Linked DNA regions of Mus musculus: all the other regions are linked to region 3. A link is a contact called in public promoter capture Hi-C data. All regions are on one chromosome and are shown on one strand. The core of a region is the stretch at or near the end of the contact, and the rest is flanking DNA. Distances in the headings are between cores, read along the strand shown. Region 1 holds the start of F8 (coagulation factor VIII). Region 2 holds the start of Gab3 (growth factor receptor bound protein 2-associated protein 3). Region 3 holds the start of Hcfc1 (host cell factor C1).

The links. Promoter capture Hi-C pulls out the DNA fragments that hold promoters and counts their contacts.
Region 1: a contact with region 3 is called in a promoter capture Hi-C map of erythroid cells, with 34 times the contacts expected there. The contact joins the promoter of F8 here to the promoter of Hcfc1 in region 3. A contact is called at or near these places in 2 of 39 promoter capture datasets (erythroid cells and pre-B cells).
Region 2: a contact with region 3 is called in a promoter capture Hi-C map of the C10 cell line, with 6 times the contacts expected there. The contact joins the promoter of Gab3 here to the promoter of Hcfc1 in region 3. A contact is called at or near these places in 3 of 39 promoter capture datasets (the C10 cell line, erythroid cells and pre-B cells).

Annotation. Positions count from the first base shown.
Region 1 is chrX:75,377,319-75,381,849 of GRCm38.p6, forward strand. It overlaps F8 (coagulation factor VIII), which reads right to left and starts at 2,723. Exons shown (of 26, transcript NM_007977.2): 1 at 2,169-2,723. The coding sequence starts at 2,314.
Region 2 is chrX:75,083,602-75,088,256 of GRCm38.p6, forward strand. Gab3 (growth factor receptor bound protein 2-associated protein 3) reads right to left here and starts at 1,304. Exons shown (of 10, transcript NM_181584.4): 1 at 1,067-1,304. The coding sequence starts at 1,138.
Region 3 is chrX:73,964,336-73,969,091 of GRCm38.p6, forward strand. It overlaps Hcfc1 (host cell factor C1), which reads right to left and starts at 2,022. Exons shown (of 26, transcript NM_008224.4): 1 at 1,476-2,022. The coding sequence starts at 1,668.

The DNA of each region.
Region 1 (4,531 bases), core at 1,473-3,972, 1.4 Mb after region 3:
CCCAAATGGGAAATCTGTAATAAAGTATATCTAGGACTTAGGAAACATAATGGAAAAGTAGACAGAAAGATTATAAGAGACTAAGGACCAGAATGACTGTTTTGGGATAGTGTCTTCTGGGCAGAACAGGCATTCTGTACCAATGGACACATAAATTTGAGAGGAAATATTTGGGGGTGCATGAGAAAGTCGGAAGGGCAAATAGGGGGTAAAAATGATGCAAATAAAATTTACTCATGTATAAAATCCTCAAATTAAAAAACAACTCAGAAATGTTAAATTTTGTGGTGCATACCTGTTATTTCAGAACTCAAGAGGTAGAGACATGAGGATCAGAAGTTCAAAGTCATCTTTATCATCTACATAATAAGTTGGAAGCCAATATGGGCTACATGCAATCCTGTCTCAAATAAAATAAAACCTCCAAATTCATTCTTTTAAAGAACTACCACAAACAAAACAGGGAAATTTTTGGCAAGCTTATTCACAAATAACTAGCAAAGACACAGGAATTTAAGGGCGTGTAACTACAGACAATTTAAAGATTCATGAAAAAGTAAAACACTGTAGCAAAGCAATTGTTAAAACTAAAAGAGCTTTCCACTGGAAATGTTATCAACACTATCCTAAATCTCACTGGGGACAAATGGAATCATAAGTAAGTCTTGCCTAATTTTTAAATAACAGAGAATTCTATAGAAAAGGATGGAATACTCACCAATTTATATGATAAATTAAACCAAACTTTAATACCAAAACTCACTAATGATGATTAAAAATAAAGCTAGAGAGGTGAATGTGGTGGTGCAATTATGATAGGCTATTTACACAGATGGAAGTCAAGCTAAATAGATCACTCTCTAGATACCATTCAAAATAAATGTCAAGATAAATTAGAGTCAAAAATACTAAATTCTTACAACAAAATCTAGAAGGACATACATATAACCTTGAGGTGTGAAAGACATTTTAACCAACACTGTCAAAACTAAGGATGTGAAAAATTAATATTTGACTATAAAAATTAAGTGTTTTCATAAGTAAGTTATAAAGTAAGGCAAGAGATAGATAATCTTAGGAGAAATTATAATATAAATAAAGGATAATGAATACATGTAATAAGTGTTTTTGCAGCTAAAAAAAATGGAAGACCCCAAAGAAATATGGGTGAAACATAAAAAAAGTAAAGTCTGAAAAATTAACTCTGATAGCCAACACGCATTTTAAAAGATGATGAATCTCATTACAAATAAAATATTACAATTAAAGATACAATATTCTATGCTTATAAGACTGGAAAAAATTAAGCAATAATGTTAGACTTATTCCTGATGCAAATGCAGAGGTAAGTATAATCCCATGCTCTGAAGATCAAAATGCATGAAGAGTCTTGAACGTTCTAAAAATTTAAACTAAAACAGCTGATTGTGGTGGCTCATACCTTTAATCCCAAACTTAGGAAGCAGAGGCAAGTGGATATTTTGGAGTTCTGGGCCATTCTGGTCTTCATAGTGAGTCCCAGGCCAGCCAGAGATATAAAGACAAAACAAAAGAAAAAACTAAAACAGAACTATGTCCTTTGTTCCAGCAAGATACCACCAGATAATCTATTCACTAAAATAACAGTAATGTGTCTGGGATTTTATCTCAATGATAAAGCATTCATAAATAAAACAGGAGACCCGAAGTACCACAAAATGAGTGAATTGGTGAGTTAATGAACACAGTACATAACAATATATGATAAAGACCCTCTCCATTCCAAATGGTAATGAGATGAATGTGTTTATTTTTTTTGTGTAGATGTGTACTTTTGTGTAGAAATAATGTGTGTAACAACAACATTGTAAAAGTTAAAAATTACTGACTGGACCCCTTAGTCTACGCAGTCTAATTGCTTAGAATGTCTTTTCCCTACCACCCTCTCACACACATACACACAAACAAACACACACAGAGTTTTGATTAGTAATTATTAATTTTATAAAAATGGAATATTATACATAATTTATATGCTTTTACACTAAGAAACACCTAGTAGACTTTTCTCCATGTCAGTAGAAACAACCTTAATTCATCATTTGTAATATATGTATGAGTTGGGTCATACAAATAAACACAGTCAAAATCACATCTTCACAATGTTGCACTTGACAGAGGATTTTTACCTTGAGTCTGTATGCAGCACACTGAGCAGATCACTCTGAATATAGTTCCAGGACAATTCCACTGCACCAAGGTAGTATCTTCTGATGGCACTAGAGCAGAAATTGAAAAGGCTCAGAAAGAAGCAAGCGAAGAGTGCTATTTGCATGGCTTTTATTACTAGAAAATGTTCAACTAAAGAAATGAAAATTTAACTCTTCTCTAAAATAACTTTAGCTTTTAAGAACAAAAAGAAAATGTAATGATTTAGTAAAAAGTCCTAAATATTTTGCAGAGCATTTTCTGGAAGTTTATCTACTGTGAGTGAAAGTAGCATTAGCACAAAACAGATCTGAAAGGATTACTTCCTTTTGGGTAGTAGGAAGCAGGCACAGGAAAACTGGAATAGGAAGAGTGGCTGAGCTAAGGCTTAACCCATTTCCTGCTGGGTGCATCCTAACAAGTTTGAATCCTTAAGAAAAGGAACAGAATACTGAGGAGGGGCGTTCAGGTGTATTTAAATTCCTAGCCTATTCTAAAAGACTGTTCCTTGGTACCTGTAGCAAAGAAACTCTAGATAGTGAAGATTCTGGAGTCTGCATGGAATGTAAAAGCTTCCACTTTGGGATTCACCAGATTCCAGCCTACTTTCTCCGCAGAAACTTTCCAGCTGCCCACATGGCCTAGAGATCCAGATAGGATACCTGTACCATATGTTTTATTTGCTGTTGCTTTTTTATTAATGATTACTATGGGAGGCCCCAGGTAGTCATAGGCAGAGCTACTCTTGGACAGGTGTTCTTGAATTGTATAAGAAAATAGGCGGATCAAGACATAATGATCAGTCAGTAAGCAATGTTCCTCCATGATCTCTGATTCAGTTCTGGCACCCAGGTTCCTGCCCTTTTGAGATTCTGTCCTCATTTCCATCAGTGAAATTGATTAGTGAATTGTTTATTACATGGAAGTATAAGTTGAAATAAACCCTGTTGCTTTTGGTCATGGTGTTTTATTACAGCCAGAGAAACTTTAACTAAGACACCCTCCCTCCTCAAAAAGCTGGAAACAAACTTATCATATGACCCAGCTATATCACTCTTGGGCATACATCTAAAAGGATTGTACATTCCACTATAGAGATACTTGTATATCCATATTCATTGCCATTCAATTCATAATTGAATGAAAAAGGAAAGAGCCAACATCCACCAACTGAAGAATGGATAATGAAAATGTGGTACATTCACACAATGGAATATTTATTACTCAGCTGTAAAGAAAAATGAAATTAAATTTGCAGGTAAATGGATAGAGCTGGAAATAATCATTCTCCATAAGGTAACCTAGACCCAGAAAAACAAATGCCTCAGATTCTCTCTCACATGTGAATGCTAACTCTGAATCTTTAGATATCTGTCTTAAATTGGAGTATCCATAGAGATCAGGAAACTAGCAAGGGGCCAACAAGGGAAGGCAGATTTCAAGGGAAATGGGATATACTGCAGTTGATATGAAAAGGGAACAGGAGAAGTTGAAGGGTTACGTGGGGTAAGGATAGGAGGGCAGGAGAGAGAAGTGAGTATGGGTAGTGATTATTAACACTAAAGATACTTGAAAAAAATATGAAAACCTACTACTGTAGAAGCTTTTTAAATAAAATATACATGTATACATATATAAGAATTTAAATGGAGTTACCCCTACATCAGGATGACAATGTCCCTACTAAACACTGCAGGGTAACAAATATAAAGCCCAGTGCCAGGAATGGGTCACCTCTTTTGGAGTTTGTTGGCTCCATAAACCCCCAAACATTATAAGGTACTGCCAATTTTTTGGCAATCTACAGAACTTCATGGTTAAGATCGTATTGCTGATGACACAACATAGTTGAGTCATAAAACATGGGGAAATCAAGCTGGCACTGACAAGATTTCACAGTGCTGGAAGGTTACATGTGTGCTATTTGGGGTGACAAGTTATTGACAGTCTTACAAAGCATCTAAGAACCCTGTGAGGTACTATATAATGACTGATATGTCAAAATAGCCTCATTGCTATGGTAGTGGCATAAATATAGTAGGAGTAACTAATCACTTCATGTTTGTATTTAAGGCCCACTCCACAGGATAGAACCGATACCTGTTAGAAAGCCAAAACCCCATGGCTGCCTAAGTCATAGGGAAGAACTGCTTTCCTAAATGGACACAAAAATAAACTGTCTCCTCCCAATTTTTTTTACTATTATACCGATAAAATAGGGGATCTTTCACTCCTCATCTAAGAATCTTCTTTTTTCTAATAGACTCACAACTAGTATATGTACAGAGGATAAGAGGCAATAAAGTGCTCAATTCTAATTGAGATATTTGTATCACTCCCCTCT
Region 2 (4,655 bases), core at 54-2,553, 1.1 Mb after region 3:
TCTACATGATATGTGCTCTTTAATATGAAAAAAAAAAAAAGTACTGGCTGGTGAAATAAGGACCCCAGTTAGAAAGCTATAGACATAAGTACCAGGTAGAACCCCATTTGTGGTGGAATGCCTCAGCTGACTGCAAACCTGAACAGGGTAGTTCCCACCTGCATGCTTTGGTTTTGCAGAGAAATTAGAAATTATAAAGGACAAGGATCCATCAAGCTACTTCCAGTTCCACCAAACCCCAAGGGCAAGAAATCCTAATATCTGTATATACAACCCCCCGGGGACTAAAGTGATTCTTGTTAATGGCTAAAGACAGCTCAGTAACAATCGAGTCTTTAAGCAGAATATTTTTATGATCTTATCCTGAGAACACTAGATATAATGAACTTTTTGAGTTGTGTGCAACTTATTTAAATATGGTCATATGACGGGTAGAAAGATGTAGTTCTCCGGGGTTCCTTATTTCATAATAGGAAATGTCAATGGTTCCAGCTGTACTAGAAAAGCTCCATGTCATCATAAAGAATATGCTGAGAAGGGACATAATGAGAAAAGAGTTACACTGTGTGGTAGGCTCCCAACAAGAGTGTTCTATGATAGCTATGACAGTACTCATTACAAGAGGAATGCAGCAGCTTCACTGAGTGGCCCACACAAGTTTCCTCTTACTGTCCACGTCCCTGTCCCTCGCCCTGTTCTCGCTGTGAAATGGAACTCCAGTTGGAGACAGGGCACCCTTTAGAGAAGTCTCTCTGGTTGTTCCAGCATACAAGCTGGGTTGGGGGTTTCAGCTCCAACCCACCTCCATCTACCGCTGAGTGTGGCAGTATAGAGACACTGAACACAGCAGGCAAGAGGCACCAGGCCAGCCTGCTGCAGGACTCAGAACAGCTTGACGTGCGATTTCACTTTCCAACGTCCAATGGCCTCGCCTGCAGCTAGGGCTCTGGGAACAGTTATATTTGGCGCGCCTAGAGTCAGGGACTCCCCAGGGCCACACACGGCCACCCCACGAGCAGAGAACCGAGGGCACGAAGGCCAGGGTTGAGTCGGCACCCCTACTCACATAGCGCTGCAGCTTCCTCTCGGGAGGCGACTTGATGAGCCAGCCCATGCACACAGTGTCACCAGTGCTCATCCTGGCCGCCGCCGCCGCCGCAGCCGCTTCTGCTGCTGCTGCTGCTGCTGCTTCTTCTTCTTCTTCTTCTTCTTCTTCTTCTTCTTCTTCTTCTGCTGCTGCTGCTGCTGCTGCTGCTGCTGCTGCTGCTGCTGCTGCTGCTGCTGCTGCTTCCTCCAGCTGGGCTGGCCGCCTGCGACAGGAGGAAGTCTAGCCAGGGATGCCATGGGGCGTTCCTACCTACATAGCGCCGCCCCAAGTTGCTGAGCGACGCCCCCTCCTCGCCCTCCTCCCACCCCCAGGACTTGAGGAAGGGATGGACAGTAGTCGCTGTTCTTGAGTTTAGACTGCGGGGGGGGGGGGGGGGCGGAGGCGGGGGCGGGGGCGGGGCGGGGGTGGAATAAGCAGCAAAGATAAGAAAGCCTCTTCGAGCAATTGCTGTGCTGCAGGAGGCTCTGCTTCTGGAGACCCCAAGCAGGATGCTCTGCTGCTGTTTCCCAGGTGCCTAGATTGTTACCTTCATAGTTATAGCAGAGGGAGGAAGGAGCCTGCCACCCCTCCTCCCCCCAGGAAAACACTAGGTGACCTAATGGCAGCCAATGATCCTGTTGCTTTCATCACCATCCCTGAAGAGCTATGTCAAAAGGGTTGGTTTCCTTAGCTCAGACGCTGCAGAACAAAAATCTATGGCTCATATCTGTCATGTATATAGTTAACAGAGAAAGAAAGACTCCTCTTCCACTTCCCTGCTCCACTTGATTGTTTGCAAAGTAGTGTGATTTTTATGCCCCTCTTCCAAAGATCATTGTGTTCAATAATGAGCTTCCAGGGCAGAACTGTTTAAATGTTCTAATGAACAAAAATGATCTGAATTCAGCAGTAGTACTAGCTGCACCTTACTAAACTCTGGGGTTTTAAAAGGTAAATATAAGGTTGAGCCAGCTTGTATGCTGGGAACTCTAATAACAAAAATAAACTGATATTTATTGTGACTACTGAGTACCATATGCCAGCCATTGTCATAAGTGCTTCACAGCATCTACACAAACACCCTATAAGCTATATTGTTGAGTCAGTTTTGCCCATGCATAAGACAAGAAACAGAACAATACTGCCCCCTATATAGAGCACACACGTAGGAAGTTACCAATAGCAGAGTTAGTTGTCTGTCTCAAGAATTAGCCCCTGGGCTGGAGAGGTGGCTCAGCAGTTAAGAGCACTGACTACCCTTTCAAAGGTCCTGAGTTCAAATCCCAGGAACCACATGGTGGTTCACAATCATCTGTAATGAGATCTGATGCCCTCATCTGGGGTGTCTGAACACAGCTATAGTGTACTTATAGTAATATAATTAATGTTAATATAATAATTAACATATAACAATATATTAATCAATATATTATTATATTAATTAATTGTGTGTGTTAATTAATATACATTAATATATAACATATGATGATAAATAAATCTTTTTTAAAAAAAAGAGAGTTCATCCCTCTAAACACTACCTTCTCTTTGTGAACACACTTTAAAAACTGGAAAGCACCAGGCAGTGGTGGCGCACGTCTTTAATCCCAGCACTTGGGAGGCAGAGGCAGGTGGATTTCTGAGTTCGAGGCCAGCCTGATCTACAGAGTGAGTTCCAGGACAGCCAGGGCTATACAGAGAAACCCTGTCTCAAAAAAACCAACCAACCAATCAATCAGTCAATCAATCAATCAATAAATAAAAACTGGAAAGCACCATAGTAAAGTTAGAATCAGCATCCAAGATGTGACTACAATCCATGTGATGTTTGGTGGCATCTGGTCAGCTTCCTAATATGCAATGGTCTTTTTTCCTTGGTATAGTGCTTCTCACTTGGAAATGATAATTAGAAGAAAATTTTACAAAAACTAATTCTCTCAACATGACATTCACAATGTCTAGGGAGAGATGATATGCAGGGTTCATTATCATTGTATAAGCAGGGATCAAAGGAGAGAGTTCATTCTAGGTGTTTCAAGTGGGGATGGGTTAACTTCACAAAGGTAGCACTTAGCAAACTCATTGGCAGAACAGGAGCCATGAAATCAAGGAGTGTCACTAGTCAGGGCTTCAAGGTATACCAAGAGTACAAAGCAGAGAATGAGGATCTGTCATAAAGCTGGACTCCAGCTGCTGCCAACTCATGTCATTGCAACCATCTGTTCTCTTCACTGATTTCTGTGTCTCACACTAAACCTATATAATTAGCCAAACACAATTCTTATGGAAAAATCTAGATAAGAGAATGTTAAATATCTTTATTTAGCTTTCCTACTTCTCCAAATATACAAGGAAAATATAAGTTGAGACACACAAAATACTCCTCTTGCTACTAACTACACAAAATCATTATACACAAAATAAACTTACTATAGAAACAACATATTCACACAAAGCAATGCCATTATCCTTCCTACAAACTAAGAAAATATCTCTAAAACAAAATAGCAATGGTTTCATTGAATTGTACAATTATTCCATGTAGTCATGTCTGTGGGATAATTATTCCTCTCCTAGTTCAGGTATCATCCCAAATCAATAAACTACAAGCTAAAGAAAAACTTATAAAGGCAAGCTTTATGAATTTTTACTTGACATGTACAAAATATAGACAAAAGGAAGACAGGAAAAGTTAAGTAGGGGAAGAACACAATGGCAATAATTATGTGACTGCTCATGAGACTATGATTGGTATGTCTCAGTTCTATCCTATATTTGCTTTCTAGCCAGGACATTAACTGTACTGGCTGATTTTGTGTGTCAACTTGACACAGCTGGAGTTATCACAGAGAAAGGAGTCTCCCTTGAGGAAATGCCTCCATGAGACCCAGCTGTAAGGCATTTTCTCAATTAGTGATCAAGGGGGTGGAGCTTGTGGGTGGTACCATCCCTGGGCTGGTAGTCTTGGGTTCTATAAGAAAGCAAACTGAGCAAGCCAGGGGAAGCAAGCCAATAAGAAACATCCCTCCATGGCCTCTGCATCAGCTCCTGCTTCCTGACCTGCTTGAGTTCCAGTCCTGACTAAATTTGGTGATGAACAGCAACATGGAAGTGTAAGCCGAATAAACCCTTTCCTCCCCAACTTGCTTCTTGGTCATGATGTTTGTGTAAGAATAGAAACTCTGACTAAGACATCAACTAATCAAAATTCTTTTCATAGTGCAGTGGTTCTCAACTTTCCAAATGCTGTGCCCCTTTAATACAGTTCCCTATGTTGTAGTGATCCCCAGTCATAAAATTATTTTCATTGCTACTTCATAACTGTAACTTTGCTGGTCTTGTGAATTCTAATGCAAATATCTTATATGCAAGATACCTGATATACGACCTACAATGAGGTTGTAACTGCTTTGAGAATTTGACAGAGTTCTCAGTTGTGACCAAATTGAGAACTGCTGGCCTAGTGAGTGAAAACAAAAACAAAAAGCAAAAACCTTTCTTTCTGGCAAGTCTAGATCCCCAGTAGTTTTGCCTAGACATATCACTGTGAGGAGATGCTCCAGAGGATGCT
Region 3 (4,756 bases), core at 772-3,271:
CAACTTGGGAGGGGGAATAGTTCAGAGGTGCAGAGGCAGGCCTGTATACTCAGCCTGGCAGGGGAGGTGCTGAGAAGCTGCCAGGAGAGTCTGGCTCCAATTCTTGTTCCATGAACTACCCCAGACCACGATCTCCTGCCTACTTTCTGCCTCCTCAGTGTGGAGTGTGTGAGATGGAGGGTGGGGTCAATTGCTTCACACTTGGTCCTGCCCTCAAATGAAGAGGAGGTGCCTGGGACCGCAGGGGCCCAGAAAGGATGAGGGTGCACGGAAGAGGCTAAGGAGCTGGCAAGGGAGGAAGCACTGCAGGCTGCACCTACTGCAGCAGAGGGAAGCTTCTAGTCTACCAGAGGCAAGGGGGCTGGCTCTCACCTGGACACAACTGGCACATACTTTCAGCTTTGGCAAGCCCCAGCACTTCTTTTCCCTTAGGGCAAGGAAAAGGTCCTGAAGGCTCTTGGGCAGTCAACCGGCGACTCAGGCCAATCCCCCGTACTACATGTGCAGAAAGTGCCAAGAGGCTACCAGAGAAGGACTCAAAGCTTTCTGCCCTAAAGACAGAGCAAGGGAAGCAAGCAAGGAACAACATGTGGCTCCCATAAGGGAGGGGACAGAGGCCAGGCTTTAGATCAGCTATACCTGCAGATAGGCTCCTCCCAATTTGCAAGGGCTTGGGTTTGGGGAAGGAGGCACTAGTTAACCCCTTCAATCTCTCTCTCTCTCTCTCTCTCTCTCTCTCTCTCTCTCTCTCTCACACACACACACACACACACACACACACACACACACACAAAAGACACACTGAGCCCTCCAGTCTGCTATGGGGGGCGGGGTGGGGGAACTCAATTGTTAAGGCACCAGATTAGGAAAAGAAATAATTTGAAGGAAAAAAAAACTACAAAAATTCACAACTGGTACAATACCCCCATGTGTGTGTAGGGGGGGGCAGTATAGTCATCATGCCATTCGTATTTGCCACGAGGGTCTCATTAGTCTGTTAAAAGCCTGCACCTTAAAGAATGCTTCCCTCTTTTTTTCTGGGTGTAGAGAACGGATCTGTGATCTAAATATTATCTTTTCTCCCGAACGAGCATGGGCGCTGGAGATGAGGACTATCGCAGGAGGGGGGAGGATTCCGCCTGCGCCAAGAGAACACATCCGCTGCCGCGCCAGCCCCAGCCCACTGGGTAACGGTGTACGTCTGAAGTCACTGTCGCCCGCGACATCCCCTCCCCCTCACCAGTCGGAGTAGAGGGTTTCTCTAAGTACCGAAATGCAACCTTTAAACACAGAAGAGTACGGGGGTGTAAGAACGGGGGTTGAAAAATCAGGGAGAAAGCAAAGATGGCAATAAGTGCAAAGAGAGAAGGAAAACACATCAGGGGAGTGAGATAGGAAAAGAGAAGATAGGGAAAAGAAGGGTTAGGAGAGAGATGGAGGGAAGACTTTGAGAAACCCAGGGCGGTAGCACTTACCAGTGTTGTACACGTGTAGTTCGTCCACTATCCCCTCGTTGCCGCCGCCAAACACCACTATAAGCTCCTTGATAGCCACTGCACGGTGGCCGTGGCGGGGTCGGGGCACGGGACCCGACCAGCCCACCACCCGTTTCCAGCGGGGCTGCAGAAGCACCGCTGGCAAGTTTGCGGGAGACACAGCCGAAGCCATAGTTCCGGTTAAGGATGCAGTGGGAAGAGGTCACTGAATGGGAGGATACCCTTAATTCTTCACACACCCCCTTTCGTCTAAGGCAGCTCTCACGAAGAAGCGGCTCCTTACACAGCGGTGGACGACTCCATGGAGGCCGCCATCTTAACTATCCTCCTTCCTTTGGCTCTTCCCCCCCTTCTCACTCAGCTCGTATCCTTAAAAGCTTCTCAGAACTGCAGAGCACCTATTCCCGAGAAGCTGGAGGCCACTGAGCGCCGTCGCTCTAACTATTTGCCTGGGTGTTCCCGCTTAGAACCTCGAGCAGGAGGCTCTGGGAGCCGCCATCTTGAGCCGCCTCTCTCTCCTCCCTTCCTCAGTCGTAGCCCTCCCCCGCCGGAAATGGCGGAGCCCCGGCCCGGTTCCCACACCCCCCGTCCCCAGCACTGGCTGGCTTCCGGGGCGGGTGGAAAAGAGCCACAAATGCCGCGGTTGTCTCAACTTCGCCGACAGTCAGACCACAATTGTGGAAGCCGCCATCTTGAAACCGTCCTGCTTCCCCACCCAGCACTTAGTACAACCACCGATCGCAGAACCCCAACGTTCCTAAGTAATAAAGGCGTGTCAGAGGCTGGCGGAACGGGCTCCAACTCTCAGTTGCTGCTCGAAGCCCCGACCCGTATGGCTCGAGAGGTTTTGCACCTCTCCCTTGAGTCCGCCTCTGCTATTCAGGCTGTGGCGGCCGCCCTGGGAGCCGCCATCTTGAGACTAGCTTCTCTTCCCCCCCCCACCCCACCTATCCTCTTCTTCCTGGACAGTTCTTCCACAGCAAACCAAACGCAAGGCAGCGTCCAATCCTCGCTTCCCTCCTTAAGACTCCTTCCCACAGGAGCCGCTCGAAAGAGCAGGAGTTAAGACCCGAAGTGACAATTGTACGGCAGAAGAAGCGGTAACGGCAGGGCGATCATGCCTCCTCCCTGGGAGCCGCCATCTTGTGTGAAGAAGTAACAACTAAACATGGCGGCTATCGGGCGAGGGGGCGGGGTCAGAAGACGTCACCTTTCCCCCTCCTCCCCGCCTTCGCACGTCTTTGACTCTGGTCTCAAGCCTCTTAAAGGACCCAAAGCTCATAAAGAATTAAAAGCTTCTTTAAAAACCAGTGCGTTGTCTATTTGCGGGCGAGTTGGTGCTCTGTGCAGTAAGCTAGAGACAGTAGAGTTCAGGTCAGGTGCAGTAGTGCCCCGCCCTGCACTCCCCCCCACCAGGGCTCTTCCACGCCTCCACTCTGGGAGTCGCCATCTTGCCACTTCCCCACGCCCGGTCGTCTGCGGGCGTCAATAGCGAGTTTCAGCACAAAACAAAGATGGCCGCGGCATCTAGGGATGCCCGGATGAAAATCTAACTCCGTTCAGTCGCTTGGCCACGCCCCCTGGGAACTGTCTCCCAGGTCGCTGATGGGACACAAACCAGAGAAATGGCCTTTAACTAGCAGTGGCGGCATGACACATGGTAGTTAAGGGTGGCAAAGAATACTGCGATTGCACCCTTTGCTGAGAAGCATCTCTTTTCCCGCTCCGAACACTCTGCGACACTTAGAACCCAGCTACAGCGGGTAGCTGCAGGCGGGGCCAGAGCGGAAGGTGACGCCATGAGCTCACAGGGGCGGAGCTGCTGCCCGCTCCCAGGAGCGCCAGCAACACCCCGAGGCGTCTCCACATCCGCCCGCGCCTCCCGAAGGACTCGGCCACGCGCTCTGAATTGCAGCGCACCAGGCTACCCGCAGCCAGCGGCCCTGGGAGGCTACCGGCACCGGAGCAAAGCCAGCGCGGGAGCAGTCTGCGCCACTCGCGTCACCCGCCCCGCCTTCTTCCCAGGGCTTCTCGCCCCACCTTTGCGCAGGCGTACAACATCTTTATGGGTCCGCCCTTTTTTGAGATTTGAATTTTCCCCAGCAAAGGCAGAGAAGTAAAAATCCCCGGATGGTGAACGCTGTTTTTTTTCGCGCCAATATTGTAAGCTCACACAACAACCTTGAAAAAGGAGCGTTATCGTCTTCATGTCTACGTTCCAAGTCTCCAAGGAGGCCATTTAGACACAGCACTGTCATCACTGTCATAGGCAGGTTGTAGCACAGAGGTCCTAAACTGATGTCCCAGAGCACACACTAAAAGCAGATTATTTCTCCACACTAACCTTTCTTTATTCCATCCTTATTTTAACTACTAGTGGAATTTTGACATTTCCTATAGTTGAAAATGTAGGAAGCAGAACAAGGAGTATCAGAAACACCTGTGACTTTGTCATCAAAGGATATGTACAGATCACTATAGGTCCTGTAGCTGCTTTGTACAGATCTAGAAATTAAATTACAAGCTCTACTGGCAGCCTGAATAACTTTAATGTTGCTGTATTGAACCTGCTGTAGATCTTATAATTTGATATCAATATCATGTGCAAATTACCATATCATACTGTAAACAATATGTAATAATCTTCTTTTCATGTATTAAGTTTATTTAGTATTCTCAGCTTTAGTTTATCCAATTGCAAATATTCATTTAGTAAAGGCCAGAGATGAGCCCCTGTTTATATTGTTGCACCATTAAGAGCTGGTGACCTTGGCCAGTCTCTTTTATAATCCAAACACTTTCCTGTAAAATAAAGGATCTGAGCTGCTGGTCTTCCAGGGGCTTAACTGAATTCAGCATGTTTTGTTCTCAAAATCAGAAGCTACCAATTAGTTCCTCTGGGGGCTGGGGGCTTATAGGTGGCTATGGTTATCCAAATCTGGGAGTGTCCCTTTCTATGCCTTCACATCTGCAGAAAAATCTCAATGGACAGTCCTGGGCACAATAGAATGTTCTCATAAATACTGCAAGCCAAAAAGCTACCTCTGTTCCAGCTTGGAGGTGACAGTGGCTGGTGCTTAAATCTATACAACCACAAGAAAAAGGCATGTGTAAAGAACATGTATTTTATGAAGATGTTCCTTAGCTGGGAAGTTGTTAGCTGGACAGAGTGGTTGAAATTTGGAGCAAATGCCTGCTACACAACTAGTTTCTACAGAAATAGAGGTGGAGTGAAGGCAAGATACATTGTCACACTTGGC